Linked DNA regions of Mus musculus: regions 1, 3, 4, 5, 6 and 7 are each linked to region 2. The links are chromatin contacts, called in public HiChIP or PLAC-seq and promoter capture Hi-C maps. All regions are on one chromosome and are shown on one strand. Each heading gives the region's core, a stretch centred on a gene start, on an enhancer-like site or on the middle of the called end of the contact. The rest is flanking DNA. Distances are from core to core; before and after follow the strand shown.

What was found. Promoter capture Hi-C pulls out the DNA fragments that hold promoters and counts their contacts. HiChIP or PLAC-seq counts read pairs in DNA pulled down with a chosen protein or histone mark.
Region 1: an H3K4me3 HiChIP or PLAC-seq map of the SCID.adh cell line shows a contact between it and region 2, with 6 times the contacts expected there. The contact joins the enhancer-like site here to the promoter of Chmp6 in region 2. A contact is called at or near these places in 10 of 39 promoter capture datasets (the 3T3-L1 cell line, the C10 cell line, the SN4741 cell line and 4 more), 4 of 15 datasets of contacts at CTCF or cohesin (embryonic stem cells, large pre-B cells, pro-B cells and 1 more), 11 of 484 Hi-C or Micro-C datasets (the G1E-ER4 cell line, bone marrow-derived macrophages, differentiating embryonic stem cells and 2 more), 19 of 115 datasets of contacts at active chromatin or transcription factors (the 230-238 cell line, the SCID.adh cell line, T-cell acute lymphoblastic leukemia and 11 more) and 3 of 9 other capture datasets (adipose tissue, embryonic stem cells and liver).
Region 3: an HNF4G HiChIP or PLAC-seq map of pancreatic cancer cells shows a contact between it and region 2. The contact joins the promoter of Rptor here to the promoter of Chmp6 in region 2. A contact is called at or near these places in 22 of 39 promoter capture datasets (the 3T3-L1 cell line, 3T3-L1-derived adipocytes, the C10 cell line and 13 more), 4 of 15 datasets of contacts at CTCF or cohesin (the NIH/3T3 cell line, embryonic stem cells, large pre-B cells and 1 more), 16 of 484 Hi-C or Micro-C datasets (the AML12 cell line, the C2C12 cell line, Sertoli cells and 10 more), 29 of 115 datasets of contacts at active chromatin or transcription factors (the 230-238 cell line, the NIH/3T3 cell line, the SCID.adh cell line and 17 more) and 4 of 9 other capture datasets (adipose tissue, liver, macrophages and 1 more).
Region 4: a contact with region 2 is called in an H3K4me3 HiChIP or PLAC-seq map of stem cell-derived neural progenitor cells, with 5 times the contacts expected there. The contact joins the enhancer-like site here to the promoter of Chmp6 in region 2. A contact is called at or near these places in 1 of 39 promoter capture datasets (the SN4741 cell line), 1 of 484 Hi-C or Micro-C datasets (bone marrow-derived macrophages), 10 of 115 datasets of contacts at active chromatin or transcription factors (the 230-238 cell line, bone marrow-derived macrophages, embryonic basal ganglia and 5 more) and 3 of 9 other capture datasets (adipose tissue, embryonic stem cells and macrophages).
Region 5: a contact with region 2 is called in a promoter capture Hi-C map of embryonic stem cells, with 4 times the contacts expected there. The contact joins the enhancer-like site here to the promoter of Chmp6 in region 2. A contact is called at or near these places in 4 of 39 promoter capture datasets (the SN4741 cell line, embryonic stem cells, liver and 1 more), 5 of 15 datasets of contacts at CTCF or cohesin (the NIH/3T3 cell line, embryonic stem cells, large pre-B cells and 2 more), 12 of 484 Hi-C or Micro-C datasets (the G1E-ER4 cell line, bone marrow-derived macrophages, differentiating embryonic stem cells and 3 more), 15 of 115 datasets of contacts at active chromatin or transcription factors (T-cell acute lymphoblastic leukemia, bone marrow-derived macrophages, embryonic basal ganglia and 8 more) and 3 of 9 other capture datasets (adipose tissue, liver and pancreatic islet).
Region 6: a FOXA1 HiChIP or PLAC-seq map of pancreatic cancer cells shows a contact between it and region 2. The contact joins the enhancer-like site here to the promoter of Chmp6 in region 2. A contact is called at or near these places in 3 of 39 promoter capture datasets (embryonic stem cells and hippocampal neurons), 1 of 15 datasets of contacts at CTCF or cohesin (embryonic stem cells), 20 of 484 Hi-C or Micro-C datasets (B cells, the Ba/F3 cell line, the G1E-ER4 cell line and 8 more), 10 of 115 datasets of contacts at active chromatin or transcription factors (the SCID.adh cell line, bone marrow-derived macrophages, effector CD8 T cells and 5 more) and 4 of 9 other capture datasets (adipose tissue, embryonic stem cells, liver and 1 more).
Region 7: a contact with region 2 is called in an HNF4G HiChIP or PLAC-seq map of pancreatic cancer cells. The contact joins the promoter of Faap100 here to the promoter of Chmp6 in region 2. A contact is called at or near these places in 1 of 39 promoter capture datasets (the 3T3-L1 cell line), 1 of 115 datasets of contacts at active chromatin or transcription factors (pancreatic cancer cells) and 1 of 9 other capture datasets (liver).

What each region holds. Positions count from the first base shown.
Region 1 is chr11:119,434,832-119,437,531 of GRCm38.p6, reverse strand. It overlaps Rnf213 (ring finger protein 213), which reads right to left. Exons shown (of 68, transcript NM_001040005.3): 25 at 2,429-2,596; 26 at 472-1,621. Among named protein-coding and RNA genes, the nearest start is that of Mir1932, 46 kb to the right of the region's middle. Within about 2 kb of position 1,446, at least 42 of the 459 cell types and tissues checked have an H3K27ac peak or open chromatin away from gene starts, as enhancers often do. A contact at or near this core is called in the 230-238 cell line, the SCID.adh cell line, pre-B cells and 1 more, where this site is marked.
Region 2 is chr11:119,912,383-119,915,082 of GRCm38.p6, reverse strand. It overlaps Chmp6 (charged multivesicular body protein 6), which reads right to left and starts at 1,273. Exons shown (of 8, transcript NM_001085498.2): 1 at 1,146-1,273. The coding sequence starts at 1,208. It overlaps Gm39485 (a long non-coding RNA gene), which reads left to right and starts at 1,271. Exons shown (of 3, transcript XR_003949830.1): 1 at 1,271-1,707.
Region 3 is chr11:119,601,607-119,604,306 of GRCm38.p6, reverse strand. Rptor (regulatory associated protein of MTOR, complex 1) reads right to left here and starts at 1,402. Exons shown (of 34, transcript NM_028898.3): 1 at 336-1,402. The coding sequence starts at 497.
Region 4 is chr11:119,571,231-119,573,930 of GRCm38.p6, reverse strand. No RefSeq gene overlaps it. Among named protein-coding and RNA genes, the nearest start is that of Gm11762, 24 kb to the right of the region's middle. Within about 2 kb of position 1,325, at least 17 of the 459 cell types and tissues checked have an H3K27ac peak or open chromatin away from gene starts, as enhancers often do. A contact at or near this core is called in neural stem cells and stem cell-derived neural progenitor cells, where this site is marked.
Region 5 is chr11:119,418,258-119,420,957 of GRCm38.p6, reverse strand. It overlaps Rnf213 (ring finger protein 213), which reads right to left. Exons shown (of 68, transcript NM_001040005.3): 12 at 2,659-2,700; 13 at 1,730-1,785; 14 at 739-892. Among named protein-coding and RNA genes, the nearest start is that of Mir1932, 29 kb to the right of the region's middle. Within about 2 kb of position 1,402, at least 56 of the 459 cell types and tissues checked have an H3K27ac peak or open chromatin away from gene starts, as enhancers often do. A contact at or near this core is called in T-cell acute lymphoblastic leukemia, bone marrow-derived macrophages and pancreatic islet, where this site is marked.
Region 6 is chr11:120,303,981-120,306,680 of GRCm38.p6, reverse strand. No RefSeq gene overlaps it. Among named protein-coding and RNA genes, the nearest start is that of Mir6935, 42 kb to the left of the region's middle. Within about 2 kb of position 1,425, at least 315 of the 459 cell types and tissues checked have an H3K27ac peak or open chromatin away from gene starts, as enhancers often do. A contact at or near this core is called in B cells, the Ba/F3 cell line, the G1E-ER4 cell line and 12 more, where this site is marked.
Region 7 is chr11:120,377,310-120,380,009 of GRCm38.p6, reverse strand. Faap100 (Fanconi anemia core complex associated protein 100) reads left to right here and starts at 1,264. Exons shown (of 10, transcript NM_027980.2): 1 at 1,264-1,468; 2 at 1,564-1,682; 3 at 2,349-2,700. The coding sequence starts at 1,304. Nploc4 (NPL4 homolog, ubiquitin recognition factor) reads left to right here. Exons shown (of 17, transcript NM_001195023.1): 17 at 1-212.

The DNA of each region.
Region 1 (2,700 bases), core at 197-2,696, 480 kb after region 2:
TCAAGCCAGATGCTGTGCACCGCCACTTCTTAGCAGCTTCATTAACCATGGATCTTCAGGTTCCCTGTCCACCATCCACTGACCAACTTTGCCCTTTTCCTGACTACTGACGGCGCAAGTCAGCGATGGCCAAAGGTAGAGTGTGGGGAACCAAATTCTCCCAACAGAAAAGGGTTGTTCAAGGAAGAGAGGACAGGATGAAAGGAAACAAACAGCAACTGAAGCATGGTCAGGGTTTTTTCTCACTCAACCACAACCAGCACTGATGCCAGAAGCCAGCAGCACTCCCAGAGGAAAGAAACTGCAACAAAGTCTGAAGGAGGTGGTCAGGAACTGTGAGAGGACAGAGTTCTCAGTGGCTTACAGCTAAGGAAGAGCCAAACCCCTGAAGAAGGGCTTCATCAGAGTCAGCCTTGCTAGAGAAGGAAGTGTCAGTGGGCAGTATCTGGGAGAGGGGACCTCTTTCATTACCAACGCCAGCTCTTTCAGAGGTCACGATGCCAACACACAGCCCGTCTCTGAATACAGTTGCTGCTGACAGGAGCCGCTTCGGGACCTGATAATGGCTCTGCAGGTAAGCTTGGATGTTCGGGAGCGGGGCCTGGGGCACCAGGGGCACTTTGTACTGGCTGAAGGTGGAGGGGATATAGCAGTGCTCCCGGGCAGCATCACAGAGTATCACCAACTGGTAGTCTTCACGGTGCGCTCGTGTGCACAGGCTCTGGAAGAACTCCTCTGCCTGGCAGCCCACTTCATAGCTCAGCTGGTCTGCAAACAGCAAGCTGTAGACCTTGTGCCCCTGGGAGCCCGAAGTGAGGCAGCGCCGCAGGAGTAGTTCCACTTCCTCAATTGTGGTCGCTGGGGTGCAGAGCAACACCTCATCAAAGGTGGGCAGGGGCTGCCTGGGGGCCTGCATGTAGATGGCCAGTGCAGCTGGCAACACCTCCGAGTGGCCACACAAGATCAGGTTAGGCTGGCCAGCCTGCAGGCCTTTGGGGAGTGGCCGCTCCACAGGAGTGCCACCCATCGTGGCCAGATGAGCAAGGCATCTACCCAGGGCATCCAGGTCCAGACAGTGTGGCAGGAAGGCACTCATGTACACGAGGGATTGCATCATAATAACCTGAAGCTTGCCCATTAGGCTGGGCTCAGAAAGCAGCTGCTGGGGCAACTTTTTCATAACCTCCCGCAGGCAGTATCTGTCAGCCTTGCTTTCACAGGCACTGGTAGCTTGTACGAGGTCCTGGACAGTGCATTTGCCTTTAATGAAGGATAGCATCATGAGGGCAGCTTCACTAGGTCTGGGTTTCCTGAGCTCACTGCTTAGGTAGACCAGCTGCTCAGCTGTGTAGAAGTTGAGGTAAAAGTGTTCAGCTCTCTTCTGGGCGACCACTGTTTTCCAGTTATCTAGGAAGTCCTCCATCTGCCTGCAGAGGGCTCCCAGGAGCTGTATGACATCTCCCTTCTCTGTCAGCTGGCTCAGCAGCTCCAAGCCAAAGTTCATGAAGATGCCCCCGTCAGGGCAACAGTAGACCTTAGCAGTCCAAGTCCTGAACAGCATGTTGCCCGCGCAGTGCAGTTTTATGAAGACATGTACAAGCCGCTGCATGTTGCTGAAGACCTGGGGGAAAGGGAACCATGAGGCCAAAGCACACGCCTGTGGGGAAGACACACTACCCTACACACACCTGCCTGCTATTAAGCCTTTGGAGTGGTAAAGGGCTTAGGCTAGCTCACTTTTCACAGAAATCTGCCTAATAGTCATCACACCACAGCCTCTCCATAGTTATTCGATCGGCTTAACAAGGAGCACCCATCGCCTTTTTGCCTTTTTCTTTTTCTCTTTTTGTTTTTTTTGTTTTTTTTTTTTTTTTTTTTTGAGACAGGGTCTCAGTACGTATCCCTAGATATCCTAGAATTCACTAGGGAACCAGACTGGCCTTGAACTTATAAAGATTCCTCCTGCCTCTGCCTCTCAAATGCTGAGACTAAAGATGTGTGCCACCATGTCCAGGGAAAGACAAAGGATGTCAATGTAAAGACTGTATGGGTATGTGTGTGTTTGTATGTAAAGGCATGGTCTCGTATTTCCAGACTGGCCTCAAATTCAAGACCCTCCTACCTCAACAGGAGTATGGAGGCAGTGAGGTGATTGTTTCTAAGAATATCTGTTGGCCATCTCTTCTCCACAGCTGGTCACAGTTCCTCCTGAGGCTCCTGAGGAGGACCTGCTGCTCATAGGGTCTACCCTACTTCAGATATGTCTCTGGCGTTGTGAATCGGGGTACTACATCCTGCAGACCCATGGCAGAGCTGTGTTGACCAAAAGCCTACACAGACCCTTTCCATAGCTCAGTAACAAAAGTGACTGGCCTAGCTTGACGCCAAAGTGGCCCCTGTGGGCAGCAGCACAAACCTATCTGCTCACCTCTGAAAACTTCTCCACTTCTGTATTGCTGTTGTGGTCTTTCTTTCCAGACATGAGCATCAGCTTATTTAAAAGTTCCTTCAGTTCCTCTGTGGAGTAGGTGCGCAATGCCTCGGGGTAACCATGGCCATCAGGGAGGAGGAGGCGGAGAACAGTGTCTGGGGAAATCTGGGGGGCAGCACACATTTATAAGTTAGTTCCTGCACAGAGTCCCATAACTTTATAGCAAGACCACAGGGCCATACAAAACTGCACCAGGACTTTGGGAGGCT
Region 2 (2,700 bases), core at 24-2,523:
CCTCCCCCTCCCCAGCCACTAGCCAAGTGCGCTCAGTCCTCCTGTTCAGCCCATTTCTGTTCTGTGTCCAAATGCCGACCCTTCAGGCGGAGCCATGATGAACAGGTACAGGCCCTGGGCACATGTCACACACAGAATGAAACCCTGAGGCAGACTATTTCAAGTGAAGGCCATGGGCACCTTTAAGGTTTAGTTAGTGAGAAACCATTCACCATAGACTGTAGGTTACCTAGGAGAACAGGCTAGCTGGGGAGCTCTGCTAGCGTGTTTTGTGTGTGTGTGTGTGTTTGAGCATGGGCCTGGGTGTGGTTCTGGGTCTCCCACCTTCACCCAGTGTCCTCTACAGGGTCTGCCCCACGGTGGGCATCAACTGCATGACAGAGAGTGCTCACTATTTCCACCCTTTAGGTTTGGAGACCTTGAGTTAGGCTACCCATGCTCTTCTCGGGTGGTTATTTCTGCCAGCTGTTTACAAAGCATCAGGCATCTTGCCTGGGGAGACAGGGGCACCAAATGGAGCTGCAGGATGGCCAGACTGTGCCTCTGGAGACCAAGCAATCTGAGCAGGTCAGGCAGTGGCAGCAGCAGCACCTGGAGCTAGGCACTTTCCTTCCTGGTGCCTGGCGCTCTGGGACTGTTCAGATGTGTGCTTGACAGTGGTGTCCTGAGCCTCCGAATTCCACAGAGGAGCAGACAAGGTGTGTCCTGTCCGCAGGACCCACCTCTGTGACAGTTTTACTTAGAGATGGAGGGCGGTGTCCTGAGACACGAGTGTCTCGGGGGCTTCCAGCTCACACAGAGGCTGCAGAGATGGGGGACGAGCACCCTTTCCCAGTAAGAATCACGCTGAGACTTTTAGTGAAAGCCACGCCCACGGGATCTTTATCTGGGGGCTTTTTCTAGGAACTTTCAATAACTTATGGCTTGGGATTCCAAGGCCAAGGCCACAGGCTTCCTTCCTGGCACCTTCTCTCACGGATCGGCGCTCAGCCCCGAGACACAATCCCGGTCTTTCCGGGCCGAGCCGGGGCTGGTCCAGGAGTCTGCAGCTGGGCGCGCCATGGCACCGGAAGCGCGGCCCGCTCCGCTTCCCGCCTCAGTTTCCCCCACGGGGCCCGGCCCCCTGCCCGCCGTAGGCCCCTCACCAGGATGGCCCTGTCCTGTTCGGTGACTCGGCTCTGCTTCTTGCGGCCGAACAGGTTGCCCATGGCGGCCCCGCGCCGGCCGGCCGAACCCGTCGCAGCCGCCGCTCTGCGGCCACCGTACTCCGCCCGACCTACGGCGGCCGCGCGGAGCCACGCGCCTCAGAACGCGAAGCAGCTTCGTCCCTAGCGCAGCGCACCGCTGGACTTACTAGGCGATGCGAACGCCCTCCCTCGGCCTTTCAGCTAATCAGATGGGACTGTGATTAATTCAGAGCACCTCACAGGAGTGAGCCTAAATCAGGCTTCCTGACTTTCAAAACCGCCCAGCCGACGCCCCCCTCCCCGCTGGCGCAGAACATACACACACCCAGTGTTTTGGACCTACAAGTGCTTGCTGAGAAGTGTGCACCAGCGTTCACCTGCCATTCGGCGCTGTCACCTTCGTCCCCTAGTTTCCTCACTGTGGACAGTCCTTAGGCTACCGTTGAGTCAGCCCGGTTGCTGGGACTGACACACTAACCCCAGGGATTCTCTGATCACACCTGCCCTCTGTAGGCCCTTGGTGAGTCAGGGGGCGGGGACAAGACACTCATGAGTGGGGCTCTACACCCTAACAGCCCCAAAAAGGGCGCCACTGTCCTGAATTCAATGCCTTTGCTAGGAGGGGAGTTCTCCTTCCCCACGGCAATCATCCGGGTAATATCCCTTCGGGAGGCAGACAGTACAAGCAGCTGGGCCAATTACTAAGCATTCTTGTTCATTTACACCTTTCTGAACGAAGGGCTCAGTCTTAGCCTCAGGCTCAACACATTATGAATCCAGTAAAGCCAGTGGCTATCCCTCGGCAGGCAGCTTCTTCTGATTCCTGAACTGCCTGCATTTTCCCTTCCCCCACCCCCAACTCCTTCAGTAAACAAGGGCAGAAGGCATGGAGGGGGCTTTCCGGTGTCGCAGCAGTGGCTCTTGTGACTCCTTAGGCATAAGAGGCTCCCAGTCTTGACTTGGTTTTAAGAACAGCACGAGAGGCTGAGAGTAAAGTCCATGGTAAGGACTTGGGGCAGGCTCTGGCTACCAGACCTAGGGTTCTAGCTCCTTCTGTCACTTAGAAGCAGTTTCTAGAGGTTGGTTTTTTTGTTTTGATTTGATTCCAAGGGGCCTTCTAACTAGCCAGGAACCCTTTATCCCAGGGTTCTCTGTACAGTCAGCTGCCCTAATCGGGCTCAGCCACTGACTTTGATGGTTAGCTGTCATATCTTAGTCTCCAATGCTCTGTGGGCCAACTGGCCCCATAAAATCGCAGTAATGGTACCCTGTCCCTGTGGTCAACATGACTATAAAGGGCAGTACTGGGGCAGAACTTACTAGAAGGCTGGAGCTTCCGACCTGTGTGGTTCTCATGCCCTAACCAAGGGCATGTTCAGGGGTGTGGGACAGAGGTCTTGTGCAGGTCCAGGGTATCTCTGGCTGGTTTGGGACTTGCTATGCAGACCAAGATGGCCTTGAAATCACCCACTTTCTCTGTCCACTCTTGTCTACTCCGTGCTAGGATGCCCTG
Region 3 (2,700 bases), core at 153-2,652, 310 kb after region 2:
AAAAAGCAGACTACAAAAATAGACTAAGCACGTTAACTATTATTTCCCAAGTTGTCTTTTCTCTAAGTGCTACTAAGTGTAGTAAAGGGCATATAAGTATCTGTGAAACTATAGTTCCTAATTTGGTGTTTTTCCCCCCTCTGAATTAAAACTCGTTTTTAACGCTACTCGGTGAGAAGAGACTAGCCAAAACCCGAGTCTGGAATAGCTTTTTGGATTTTAGTGCAACATGTGTCTTCGAAATACCCGCATCCTTCTAAAAAGGCTGTCCTTGCTCAGAACTTTCTTAGTTGGAAAACTACGAACTCAAAAAGGTGCCATGAGAAGCCACTCACCCGATCCTTCATTCTCCAGCTCTGCGCTAAAGATTTGGAGCCTTCGATTTTCTCACAATGTCTTTTCTTCATAAAAGCCAAAGGCAAGTTCCAATCTGTAAGGTCCGCCTCATCTTCCTCCCCGAGTCCCATAAGAGGCGACTGCAGCATCTCCGACTCCATCAGGGGAGGAGGGGGAGGGGGAGTCCTTGGCAGCAGGCGCTCGAGAACCTCCAGCCTTAAAAACTAGTGTGGACCAGAACTGGTAAAATAAAATACGGGAAAACGGGAAGCTGGGAATAGAGACGGCGGCAGAGCGTTCGAAGATCCTTATTGAGGCTAAACCTCGGAGATCTTTATCTCGAACTCTGAGCGCGAAGTTGGAGGGGGCGGGGTGGGTGGCGAGCCCGTGGGTACCCAAGCCCGCAGGACCCGGACGAGCGGCGACACGCGCGCCCGGTCGCCGGCCCCCGCAGCTCTGCAGGCCGTCAGGAGGGCGGCAAGCGGGACTGGCGGAGGCGGGAGAGACTTCAGGCCCGGCGATGACCCGGCTCTCGGCCTCCAACGCCTCAGTGGCTCCCGGCGGGCAGGCCGGCCCGCTCGCAGGGCGGCTTCTCCGACTGTGCTGGCCCGGCTGAGGCCTCAAGGGATCGGGATCGGGGGGCTTCGGGGCTCGCCCAGCGGCTCTCAGCCCTGCGGGTCCCGCACTCGCCTGAGGGGCTGCAACCTGAGCCAGGACCGGCCCATCGTGCCCGTCCGCAGCCGGGCTCCTCAGCCACCGGGCCGCGCGGCCAGGCCCGTGCTGGCCTTCTGCTTCGTGGCTCTCTCCTACCCAGGAACGAGTCCCGATACACACGCGACACGGGCCCGCGGACAGCACAGGGACACTGGGCTTATTAGGTCAGGGGAGTTTTGCCCTCTGCTCTGGAGCCACAGTGAAAACTCCTCTCATCAGCACATCAAGGAGGACGCCATATTGCCAAGGCCCAGCATGCACCGCTATCTACGGCGCGTCCAATAAGCCAAACCTCTTCGAGCGTTCTCACCGCTCTACCCCTGCTAGGGCGTAGAGCTCGGTGTTCCGTCCTCCCTTCCCCCACGCCGTTACCGAGGTTACCACGTCTTTTCTCCTTAGTTGATCTCCACTAGTAAAATAGACCATTTGCGATTGAAACTATGTCCGTTCAGTTATTTTTAAAAGCTTTTTGCTACTACAAACAAAGCTTCGTGCCTTGATATTAAAGAAAGAAACCACTTGGTTTCGTCATGATTTTAAAAGGTGGTATTTTTAAAAAGCCTCAGAAAAGACCATTGATATTAGACACATAAGACTATCGGGACTTTCTTTTGATATTTCCACTTTTAAAAGAGACCGATTTCATCGATTACGAATTTTTTGTCTGATATACTTTATTTCCTGAACAGTATATTCTTATTTTGCTACAGTTTCATGTGCAAACGTCTAAAGCTGCCCACAGAAGCAAGCCTCCCTGCTGTTGACTTCTCTGGTTCAGTTCAGTAAATCTCAGATATTGACACACTCTGAGAACTGCTTTGGTGCAATGGAAATATAAAGTAAATGTAACGAGGTGCCAGCCTTTCGTAACCAGGGTGCGAGTGAGACACTTTTTGGTTTTTTTTGGTTTTTGGTTTTTTGTTTTTTTGTTTTTTGGTTTTTTTTTGTTTTTTTTTTTTTTTTTTTTTTTTTTGGTTTTTCAAGTCAGGGTTTCTCTGTATAGCCCTGACTGTCCTGGAACTCACTTTGTAGACCAGGCTGGCCACCACCGCCCCGGTTAGTGAAACACTCTTAACCTTTAGCTAGAGTTCAGTCAACAACTGAGCCCACCTTCAGCTTTGGTGTTAGGGGAGCCTCTGTTAGTCAATGTTACTAATTTCAAGCTGCATTTTCTCAGTCTTAGGTTCCTGAACCATAAAGTTTGGATAATATTAAAGAATATTACTAAAAGGATAAAAATTTAGCTTGTAAAGATGCCCAGGCCAGCCTAAGCTACAAAATAAGACCCTTTCTTTAAAAAAAAAAAAAAATCCACTTTAAGAGAAGGGTTGAAAGCTGGGCCTGGTATTTAATCCCAGCACTCTGGAGGCAGAGGCAGGAGGATCTCTGTTAGTTGGAGGTCAGCCTGGTCTACAGAGCTAGTAGTTCCAGAACAACCAGAGCTACAGAGAGAAATCCTGCCTTGAAAAACAAACAAACAAGATGTGAAGGCATTGCAAGCCACCACTGAGAGTGAGCTCTGACTGATCCTGGTATGTTTATAAAAAGATAAAGACAGAAAAAATATGTTCTATGGGGGGAGGGGGAGGAATGGGGAAAGGGGGTTCCTCCGTAGACCCATGCTGAGGCATTCCTTCCCCCTGAGAGACC
Region 4 (2,700 bases), core at 76-2,575, 340 kb after region 2:
GCCAGGGCAGTGACTCTGGAGGGTGCAGAGCACTTGATGTATAAACCTGACAGCCTGAGCTCCATTCCCAGAATCCATTGCACAAAATTGCTCTCTGCCCCTTATATGCGTAGCATGGTGCTAATGCCTACACACACACACACACACACACACACACACACACACACACAAGAGCGATGATGCTGGAATTCAAACAGTGAAAACAAAACAAAGAGGGAAACGCAGAGCTTAGGGGACAAATCAGTCAGTGAAGAGCTGAGTTCAGAAGCTACATTAAAACAAAGCAAAACAAAAACCAACCAAACAAACAAACAGAAAACAGGTAGCAGCACATGCTACAATCCTCGCACTAGGGAGACGAAGCTCGGGGCTCCTTGGAGCTCACTGACCACCCGTGTGGTGAATTCCAAATAAGAGATTCTGTCTCAAAATTTTAAAAAAGGTTGCAAGGGGGTATAGTCCCTAAGGAACTGGCAATGCTCAGGTGTGTGTGCGTGCTCACTGAGCACACACACACACACACACACACACACACACACTCGAGGGAGGGAGGGAGGGAGGGAGGGAGGGAGGGAGGGAGGGAGGGAGACAGCAGAAACAGGGACAAAGAAGAATCAAAGTGAAGGACCTCTTCCATTCAGATACTTCTGTTTAGCTCACTGAGGCAGCATTTGAGAGGAAGCCTGACTTGGAGAACAATGCAGACTCTGTCAGGCCACTCGCCCCTGTCAGGCCTGGTCACCTGGTCCCCTGCCCAGGCCTCCCAGATGCCAATGGCCCCTCTACAGTAGCTCCCTCACCACCCTTGTTCCTGGGACTCTGACAGGGGAGGCTCACACTCTTCGCTCATCTGGATGCTGTTCGTTCCCAGCGACTACCAAACCTGTGGGCTGTGCACATATGCGCAGGGCTGTGCGTAGGGTCCCACGGTGGACTGACGTCTGTGTTTCTAAGTCCGACTGTCTTGGAGACTGTGTTTGTTCTGAAACTTCAGTGAGCAACCTTGCTTAGCGGGGTGCGATGAGCTGGGCAGTCCAGAGGGAAAGAGGCATTTATGATTCTTCCTCCAGACTGGGAGGCCGATTGTGACACTCCTTCACTTGTCCCTGGTCAGGCGCCTTAGGGAGAGCGAGCGTTAGGGCTGGCCTTGTGTTTACAAAACTCATTCTCCTGGGTGCCTCCAGCCTTGAATGCCAGAGGAAGTTAATGCTTTTAATTAAATAACGTGCATCAGGATTTTTCCACTGCAACCACCCATGCCTTATTATTCCTGCTATACAAAGGACCCCAAGACTGCACAGGGCCTATTTAAGCCATTTAAAAGACAAAAGAGAAAGCCCTTATAATCCAGCGCTTGGACAGTGGAAGCAGAAGAATCTGGAGCTCAAGGTCACGGACTCTGCCTCAAAAATGGGGGGTGGAGTCCTGGAAAGAGGGCTCAGTGGCTAAGAGCTTGTACTGCGCTTGCAGGGGACATGATGGCAGTCACATTGGAAGCCAGAATCCTCTGGGACAGGAATTACAGATGGTTGTGAGCCACCACGTGGGTGCGGGGAATTGACCTCAGGTCTTCTGCAAGAGCAACAAGAGCTCTTTACCACTGAGCCATCTCCCTAGCCCAAAATTAAAGTAATAATAGTAATAATAATAATAATATTCTTGGGGGGGTGGTTTGAGACTGTTTCTCTGTATAGCCCTGGCTGTCCTGGAACTCACTTTGTAGACCAGGCTAGCCTCGAACTCAGAAATCCACCTGCCTCTGCCTCCAGAGTGCTGGGATTAAAGGCGTGCGCCACCACGCCCGGCAATAATAATATTCTTTTGCAAGAGTAATTAAAAGAAAAAACAAGAGCAAAAACAAAAACCAGCTGGGTGGTGATGGCATGAACCTTAAATCCCAGCACTCAGCGCGCAGAGGCAGGAGTATCTCTGAGTTCAAGGCCAGCCTGATCTACACAGCAAGTTCTAGGACAATCAGGGCTACACAGAAACAATAATGAAGGTCTGGGTGTGGCAGTGTGTCAGAGTGGGGACTGTAACCACAGCACTATGGTGACAGGAGCAGGAAGGTCCCAGGGGTCAATGGCCAGCTAGTTGAACTTACTCAGCGACTCCAGGTTCAATGAGAGACTCTGATCTCAGAGGATAAGGTGGCAAGCCATCGAGGGAGACATCCAGTTCAAGCCATGGCCAACCCACAGATGTGTGCACGGTGGCAGGGGCGGATGGGGAGCAACCAGGCATTGTGCTGCATACCTGTAACCACAGCTCTCAGAGACTGGAAGGCCGAGAGTTCAAGACCAGCCAGGGCTACACTGACCAGATGACAGAGAGGGAATCAGAATATTTGGAAGGCCAGAGATGCTGCTCACGGGTGGCGTCACAGGCCAGGGAGACGAGAGAGAATTGTGAGTGAAGCAGGAGGCAGGCATGGTGGGCTGAGCCATGTCACTGAGCCATGTCTTCATCTTATCCACCGTAGTGAGACACCTACAGACACACTCTAAAGCCAAGAAGGTCATTGCATGTACTTTACCTAGACCTGGGGTTGGGGGAGGAGGTGATTGCTGCAGTACTTATGAATAGAAACCAGCTGAGAATTGCAGGAGGAGGCCTTTACCTGTTTAGTTTTGTTTGACCTTGTGTGTGGACTGGGAATCAAGCTTAGCTCCTCACCATGGTCAGGGCTTTACCAAGCCA
Region 5 (2,700 bases), core at 153-2,652, 490 kb after region 2:
CCGCTAGCATTTCCAAATGGAGGCGCACAGACTCAGGTGGGGGAGTGACCCACAACAATGAGAGAACACTATCTCAGCTGCACAAGGCAACTGAAGGTGACAAGAAGAATCAAGTTCAGAAGCCGGGCGTGGTGGCGCCCAGCAGAGGCAGGTGGACTTCTGAGTTCGAGGCCAGCCTAGTCTACAGAGTGAGTTCCAGAACAGCCAGGGCTACACAGAGAAACCCTGTCTCAAAAAACCAAAAAAAAAAAAAAAAAAAAAAATCAAGTTCAAAGAGAGGTAGGAAGATCTGACGAGGCAGCCACGGAATGCAGCTCTCTCCGGCAAGCACAAAGGACTGCAAGCTGGTGAAGGTGCAGGTGTACTGGGCCACCTCTAGGGACACCAATTTTGCTCTTCAGTTTAACTTAAAGTTCCCAAGGGGAAAACAAGGAGTGGACCTGTGCTCAGGGTAGGATGGTCCCCAGTGTGTTCTGTCAACAGTGGGAAAGAAGTACCCAGTTAACAGTGGGGTTCTGCTCTTTAGCTTGCCCTTGGACATCAGAAGCCTGGCCTACCACCTCCCTCCCTCCCTCCAACCCAAGCCCCAGAACTGCCTCCAGCCCAGAGAGAGCTCAGCTGGAACAGAGAGCCTCAGTCAACTCCCTCATGGCTGAATCAGCTCGGATTCCCTTTCAAATTGAGGTTACCGGAAGCCTACGCCTCCAATACAGTGTCAGACGAACAAGTCCCACTCACCCCTGGAGGACTGAGCTCAAGCAGTTTACAGATAAGCTCAGCAGACAGGGCAGGAATCTCAAAGAACTGGTGGTTAGCTGTGATGTTGCAGACAGTTTCATGGAGGGTCAAACACTCAGTCAAGTAGATCTGTAGCAGGTTCTCCCCAAAGATCCTACCCAAAAAAAGTACAGAGAAATCATTGAAATAGGTGAGAAATGAGAATAGCGAAGAGGGGAAGAAAAAGGTTAAATTAAAAAGAGCGGGTCCTCTGTGTGGGGTGTCTCCTGGCCTACACGTGCTGGTTCGTGTTTACTGAGTGTGTTTGCACACGGGGCAAGCAGGGGTTTAACTACTCAGCATGCCTGACATGCTGGGTTTCAATCCTCAGTTTGCAAAAGAAAAAGGGGGTGGAGGCTGGAGAAAGGGCTCAGTAGTCAAAAGCACTTGCTGTACTATCGGAGGACTTAAAGTCTGGGTCCCCACAGAACAAATGTCTGTGACTCCAACTCATGGCAGCTGCAGGCTGAAGTCAAGGCAGAAAAAGATCTGACCATCAGCACTGGTCTCTCCCCACTTCCTGACTTCAGATGCAGCTCGAGACCTGCTTCCTGCTCCCCTGACAGGGCTTCCCCACCGGTGTGGACTGTAGCCCTCAAACAGTGAGAGAGAACTCACCCTTCCTCCAACTGCCTGTGCTCGGCTCCTGGTCAGAGCCAGGGGAACAGGAAGTCATACGATCACGTTTGACTTCTCCAAACGCCTGATTGCCTCCAGATGGAAGCCAGGACTCGGGAAGTACCGTGAAGGGACACACAGCAAATGGAGCAGGGGCAAACCTTGATCAGCCAGAGCTGGACACACAGCGCTTCATGGCTTGGAAAGCGTGGTGTTGGTTTGCAATCTCCCCAGTGAGGCAGCATGTGTGCAGGAAGCTGTGGCCAGCAGGGACAGCCACCATTCCTCCCAGAGCTGTGTGGAAAACAAAGCTGCCTTTGGCCTCTCTACTTACCTGTGCTGATAAATGTCCACAAGGTGCATCAGCATTTTAAAGACGTTCTCGACATCCTAAGACAGTGAAGAGAAGGGAGGATGTAATCTTGACGTGGCTGTGTTTGTGGAGATTGAGCCAAGAAAAGAAAGGCCTCTGGACACACAGAGCACTGATTCCAAACAGCTACGCTTCTGCCTCACATTAGTAAAGTCACAATACAAAATCACAAGGCTTTCTGTCTTCTGAGCATACCTGTGTGTGTGTGTGTGTGTGTGTGTGTGTGTGTGTGTGTGTGTGTGTGTGTGTGTGTGTTTTCACACGTGTGTAGTAGACTGTGTTTGCTCAGAAGCCATCCATTTGCTTCTGAGACAGCATCTCTCATTGGCTTGGAAATCACCAGTTAAGTGGCTGGACAGTAAGCAAGGATCTGGCCCCTGTAAGTGCAGGCCACAGTGTGCTGGGAGTCAGTGTGGTTCCATTCATTCAGATCCTCAAGCTTGTGTGGCAGGCAGGCACTTTACCAAATGGACCATCACCCAGCCTGATAGATCCATGTTCTCTGTGTGTCTCAGGTCACACCCACCCTGCCTTAGAGTTCCACCAAGCACAGCTGTTTAAAGAAATTAAGATAGAAGTTGAAAAAGCTATTGATAAACTCAGGCAAACTAGCCTTTGCCCACAGGAAACATCACCACACCTAGCAGAACCAACGTCATTACATCTGACTAAATCTACACGCCACCACCACCCCCACCCCACCCCTCTCGTGTGTGTGTGTGTGTGTGTGTGTGTGTTTTCACTCCTCCCTCACTCACCTCTCTTTCCTTGGGCTTGTGGTGCTGAGGATGAGACTCGGGCTTTTGCTCTAACACTGAGTGCTCCCCGCCCTGTGGCAGTTAACCTGTTCTTCCTAAGCCAGCACTTGCTAACCTGTCCCCACAACACACCTTCTTCATGTTCTGGTTTGAGATCTTCCTTAGCCCTGGAAG
Region 6 (2,700 bases), core at 176-2,675, 390 kb before region 2:
GGGGGGGGGGGTGGCTGGAGCGACCTGGGAACTGTAGAGCTCCAAATGCCGGAAGCTAAGATGCCCAGGTGCCTGAGGGCACAGGAGCAGCACCATTCCCACACCAAACAGTCCAGCAACGTTCACTCTCTGACCAGCAGAGAGGTTCTCTGGGCTCAAAACAGCAGGAGAGGAATGTGCTTAAAACTTCATGGGGTGGGGATTGTCCTCCCCACCTGCCCCGCCAGACATTCACCATTCCCAGCCACCCAGGGGAAGAAGAGCCCACAGATGTAGCCTCAAATACCCCGTCCTTAGGACAGACACCTGCTAGAGGCCTGGGGCTGAGAGACCTTCCAGAACCCACTAGTGTCAGGCTGTTGGGAGGTGCAGTTCACTGTATCACTTGCTAGGAAGGCACTCTAAATTCTGATAGGGTCTTGTAGACGCCCGGTTCTAGGAGGGGACGTTGGAAATGCACTTCCACACCCCATACTCTCTCTCCTTCACCAACCTAGGCTTGAGCAAGAGCTTCACTAAGTCCACTCATGTTATGGGGATACTGAGGGTTCCCTGACTGACCCCGCACCCCACAGGCTGTGTGGACACTGGGTGCCTGTGTCCACAACCCGCAGCACTGTGGCCTCTCCGCAGCCACAGCTTTGCTGTGTAAAGGGCTGAAGCAGTTTCTAGATGGAGGGTGTTGGGACCAGAGGTCAGACCTGCCTGACTCCCTGACTCCCCCAGTTCAGCCTAGAAAGCTCTCTCTCTGGAGTTTTGCTGGCTCTGGGCTTCTGAGGCACCATTTTCCACTCCAGACAGAGTCCACTACTACCACTGACTGACTGAAGGTTTAGGAAGAGTTAGCACAGATGGGCAGTCAGGGCAGAAGTTCTGTCCCATTCCCACGGAGCCCGTGTGAGTCTTGGATAGGAACGGAGCTCATTCTGCAAACAGGATCAGGTTGGTAAAGATTCTCTCTCGCTAAGCAGTTTCCCACGTGGCCTCACTCTTAAGAAAGATCCAGAGCCCCTCTTCTATCACTGAATGTTAGGTTTTTAGAAACATTCCAAGCTTGCTGCCAGGTTGGTTCTGTTCTTCGCCACAATTCCTAGGAGACAAGGAGAAAACGAGGGTAAGAAACCCGGGAACGGAGAATGAAAGAGCTCGTCCAAGGTCAGACCCTAAGAGGGCTGCGTTGCAGGCGGCTGCTCCTAGTTCGCGTGTGCGAACAAGCGGGGGGTTCCGGGAGGCGCGCAGGGCCGGAGTGGGCGCGCAGGTGGCGGGGCCGGAGCGGGCGCGCGGCGCGGGCGCAAAGAACAAAAGGGCGCCCCACTCCCGTCCCACCCGCCCTCTCTTAGCCAATCGGCTTGGCCTGAGCAGCAGAGGCTCTCTAATTGGCTGCACAGCGACCAATCACACTCCAAGGCTGAGAGCCCCCCCCCCCGCAACCCCACGTGGGGTGATGTTCCTCGCTAGAGAAGGGCGGGGCACGGAGCTGGGCCTCGCTTGGCGCGCCTCGGGGACCTGACGGCGACCCGTGCAGCCCTGGGGGATCCCCTGCGGTCGCCAGTGGACCTCGTAGCCTCCGGTCCCCATGGGGGCGTCGTCAGGCTCCTTCGGCGCCTTGGGAGTGCAGAGCCTCCCGGATGGGAGGTGGTAGGGCAAACACGGGGTTGACCCCCGCTCTCATGGGAGGTGTTGGGGGATGCAGAAGAGCGCCACCTGGGTTTGGCTCGGAGGCTGAAGCTGGTGGGGTGGAGGAAAGGAAGACACGGTCCTGCTGTTTAGTGGCAGAGGCATCAGTTCATTCTTGGATGGAGTCCGGTTTTGACACCTCCTCTCATGCCCTGGGGACACAAAGAGAGGTGGCCTCTGTGCAAGCTTGGGGGCTAGTCCTCCCCAGGCCGTTTCCATTAGTCTCCCCTCCAAACTACTCCATGTGGAACATACTAGAATGTTTTTTGATACGGGCAATTGACACGGTCTTACATTTTTATGGCACCCTCAGACGGGACATTTGAGGAGAGTTGAATAAATGGAAAATACATGACTTAAAGGAGGAGATGTCTAGTACCCAAGCCGGCAACCAAGGGGAGCTGCCTCCACCCTAGACAGGGAGGGCAGTTGCAGTGGAGAAAGAGGCCCGTTTAGGAGCTGTGACCTTGGAAAGGGGACTCAGTGACCTGACAGGGAGGTGCTGGGTGGTGCAGCACCAGCTTGCCAGCGCTTCCCACTGGCCGAATGGAGGCCCAAGCTGGAGCAAAGGAACCCAGGCCAACACTGCCTGCAGCCATTTTCTGCTATGGGTAGGGAGATGGGGTAATGGTGGGGATAGCTGTGGTGGTGTGTCAGGGTGCTGAGGCCCAGCAACAGGAGTGTGTCCTGCGCTTGTACTCAAGTGTGAATAGAGTCTTAGGAAACATTGGGTTTCGTTTGTGAGCAGTAGGCATATGTAACATAGGTGAGGCCCTGAGGCCGTCCACCTGTGCAGCCTTGGGATGGATTGGATGGGACTGGGCAGAACCTTTGTTCCCACAGAAGACAGCCTGCAAGGCACAGAGTGGTCTCAGGGCAATAGTAGGGACCTAAACTCTGTCTCAGGGACTTGGGTCCTGCTTACTGGTGTCCTGGGGCCCCGCCCTGGGGAAAAAACGGGCACAGACCAGGCATGGAAAAGTTTGTGGTCCAGATGAAGATGTGCGGGAACCACAAGAGGTC
Region 7 (2,700 bases), core at 15-2,514, 460 kb before region 2:
GAAGCACAGACAGGCTACAACTATAAAGCCTAAGAAATAAATATTTGGGGCTGGGGGGTGTCCAGTTCCAGACAGAGCTTTTTGTTTTTTGTTTTGTTTTGTTTTCATAAGCGTTGCTGTTGTAGAACTAGCTTTGTAGACCAGCCTGGCCTTGAACTCAGATCCACCTGCCTCTGCCTCCTGAGTGCTGGGATTAAAGGTGTATACCACCACACAGCTTTTATTTATTTAATCGTATGCTTTTGTACACATAAATACCTTAGTAAAAGATGTAGGAGCCCCTGGAGCTGTTGGGGGTTGTGAGCTTCCCTATGTGGATGCTGGGAATCAAACTTGGGTCTTCTGCAAGTACAGCGTGTGCTCTTACGGCTGAGCCGTCTCTCCAGCCCCAGGATGTTGTTCTGACATCTACACTAGGGTTACACTATGCTCTCTAAGTTCACAGGACGTTTTGTGCCTGGTTGTGACCCCACACACCTTTGTAGATTTGTCCGCTGTAATTTTCAGATGAACGTTCTTTTAAGAGTCAAGGTTGCCTGCGCTGGCTCCGAACTCAAGTATTCCTGCCTTCAGCCCTCCGAGTAGCTGCCACTTCAGAAGCATAGGCAGTGGTGTCTAGTTTCTGATGAGTGCTCTGGAAGAGTAGTATTTCATCTTGTACTTGGAGCCTCATTCCAGGGTAGGATTCTCCGCCTGCTCCCTCAGGGAGCCCCAAGAAGAGCTGTCATTGAAGAAAATGTGGTTTCCCTTAGACCCAGCTCATTAGGGTTTTCAGCATCCTCTGCTGTAGAATCACATCCTGCCGCGTTCATGAGTGGAGCAAAGGCTCTTCTGGATGGCTGGCCTGAAGCACCTTTTTCCCTATCAAGGGACTGAATGGTGTGCTGTGCCACCCTACTCCTGAAACCCCGTGCTATACGGGTGGTGCTCTCAAGTGCTGTCACAAAACGGTGCCAGGGCAAGTGCTGCATACAAGCCTTGCACCAGAGCAACCTCTGCTCAACAGGTAGGTGATCCGAGGCAAGGGCCCTGACGCGGGCCCCAGTGAACTTGCAGGACTGCATTATTTGGCTACCCTCTGGCTTTGTGCCTCCCGTTGTGGCTCTTTGCTAAGCCACGGTGTTTGGGGGCGTTCCCGCCCTCTAGCGGACCGTAGAGCAACTGTCCCCGCCCCTGCAGCAGGCTCCGGCCACGCCTCCGCAGCGGCCGCTTTACGGCGGAGGCCGCGCCGCGCCGTGGGCGGCCGTAAAGCCTGGAGGCGGCACCGCCCCTCCGGGCTGAGCTCTGGCCCGGCGCCCGCAGGATGGCGGGCGCTTCCTCGCGCGTGCACTACCTGTCGGACTTCTGCTGCCCGCTCGGAGGCCGAGCGGCGGGGAAGCCGTTTGTGCTGCGGCATGAGGCTGAGGTCTTTCTGTCCACCGGACGCGAGTTCGTCTATGTGTATGACCAGGAGGGCGGGCTGCTGACGGTGAGCGGAGGGCGGGAGGGCGGGCGGGCGGCGCCGTTCCGAGGTGAGCCGGGGCCGCGTGTGCCCTCGCCTGACCTCGCTCTCCTGGCGCCCAGGCGGTGTACCAGTTTCCCGACCAGGTATGGCACCTGCAGCTCCTGGCCATCCGCAGGGCACTCTACGTCCTGTGTGCCCGGACTGGCATCTACTGCCTGTCGTTGGACTCGCTGGACAGGTGAGGGGGCGTGGCCCCACGCGGCCGGCCAGTGACAAGTCGGGTCCCCAGGGAGGCCGGCTTTCATGTCCTCCTAGTTGTGAGAGGTTTGTCCCAGTAGTAGTCCCTTTGACGGCCACTGACAACACACTGGGGTAGGAAGCAGAGGACTGCGGTCTAGGCCGCCCATTCCCGCTCTCTAGTACCTGTGCATATGCAGGCGTGGCAGTTGTGTCTGCTTTTGTGAAGTTCTTAGCTGTTGAGGCTCAGGTAGTGAAGTCTGCAACCAGGAGCACCGCTATCACTGCCCTCCGGTGCCTGGCAAGACCTCTTGGAAGTGGGTCTCAGAAGACGGTGTCTCTGGCAAGCAGTGAGTGGCAAAAGCTCGTGTCCCTTGGCTTGTGCTGGAAGAACTCACCGTGCACAGCCCAGGCAGCCTTGGGAATAGTTCCCAAGCTGCCTCGATCTGCAGAGCTATGTTTCTGGCTGATCCTGTGTCAAGCGTGTGTGTGTGTGTGTGTGTGTGTGTGTGTGTGAGAGAGAGAGAGAGAGAGAGAGAGAGAGACCTACCTGCTGAATGGCCTGTGATGTCTCCTGCCTAGCCTACTCAGAGCAAGTCAGGTTACTGCTGAGCACGGTGTGAGTCTACCCCACCCAATACTGACTATGCTTCCATTGTTCCTGAAGGTCTGGGAGCCAGGCCTGTGAGGACAAAGAGGAAGCGGCTCCCCCCTACCCTGTGATCCATGTGGACCCGGATGCGTGTGTCCTCCCTGACGCTGCCCTCTGTGCCTTCACCGTGCTGGATGATATGCTGGTCACCCTGGCACAGGGCCCCACCCAGTGGAAGATGCAGCTGTTTGAGCGTCCCTGTGCAGGGGAGGAGCCTCTGCCCAGAGGCCAGATTGGTGAGGTGGAGTTGTCCACTTGCACCCCACCAGGTGGGGTGCCAGAGAAGCCTGCAGCCCCCCGCTTCCTGCCCGTGCTGTGCTGCGTGTTCCCACCAGACTCCAGGGCACCTCATGGTCACCCCCAGGGC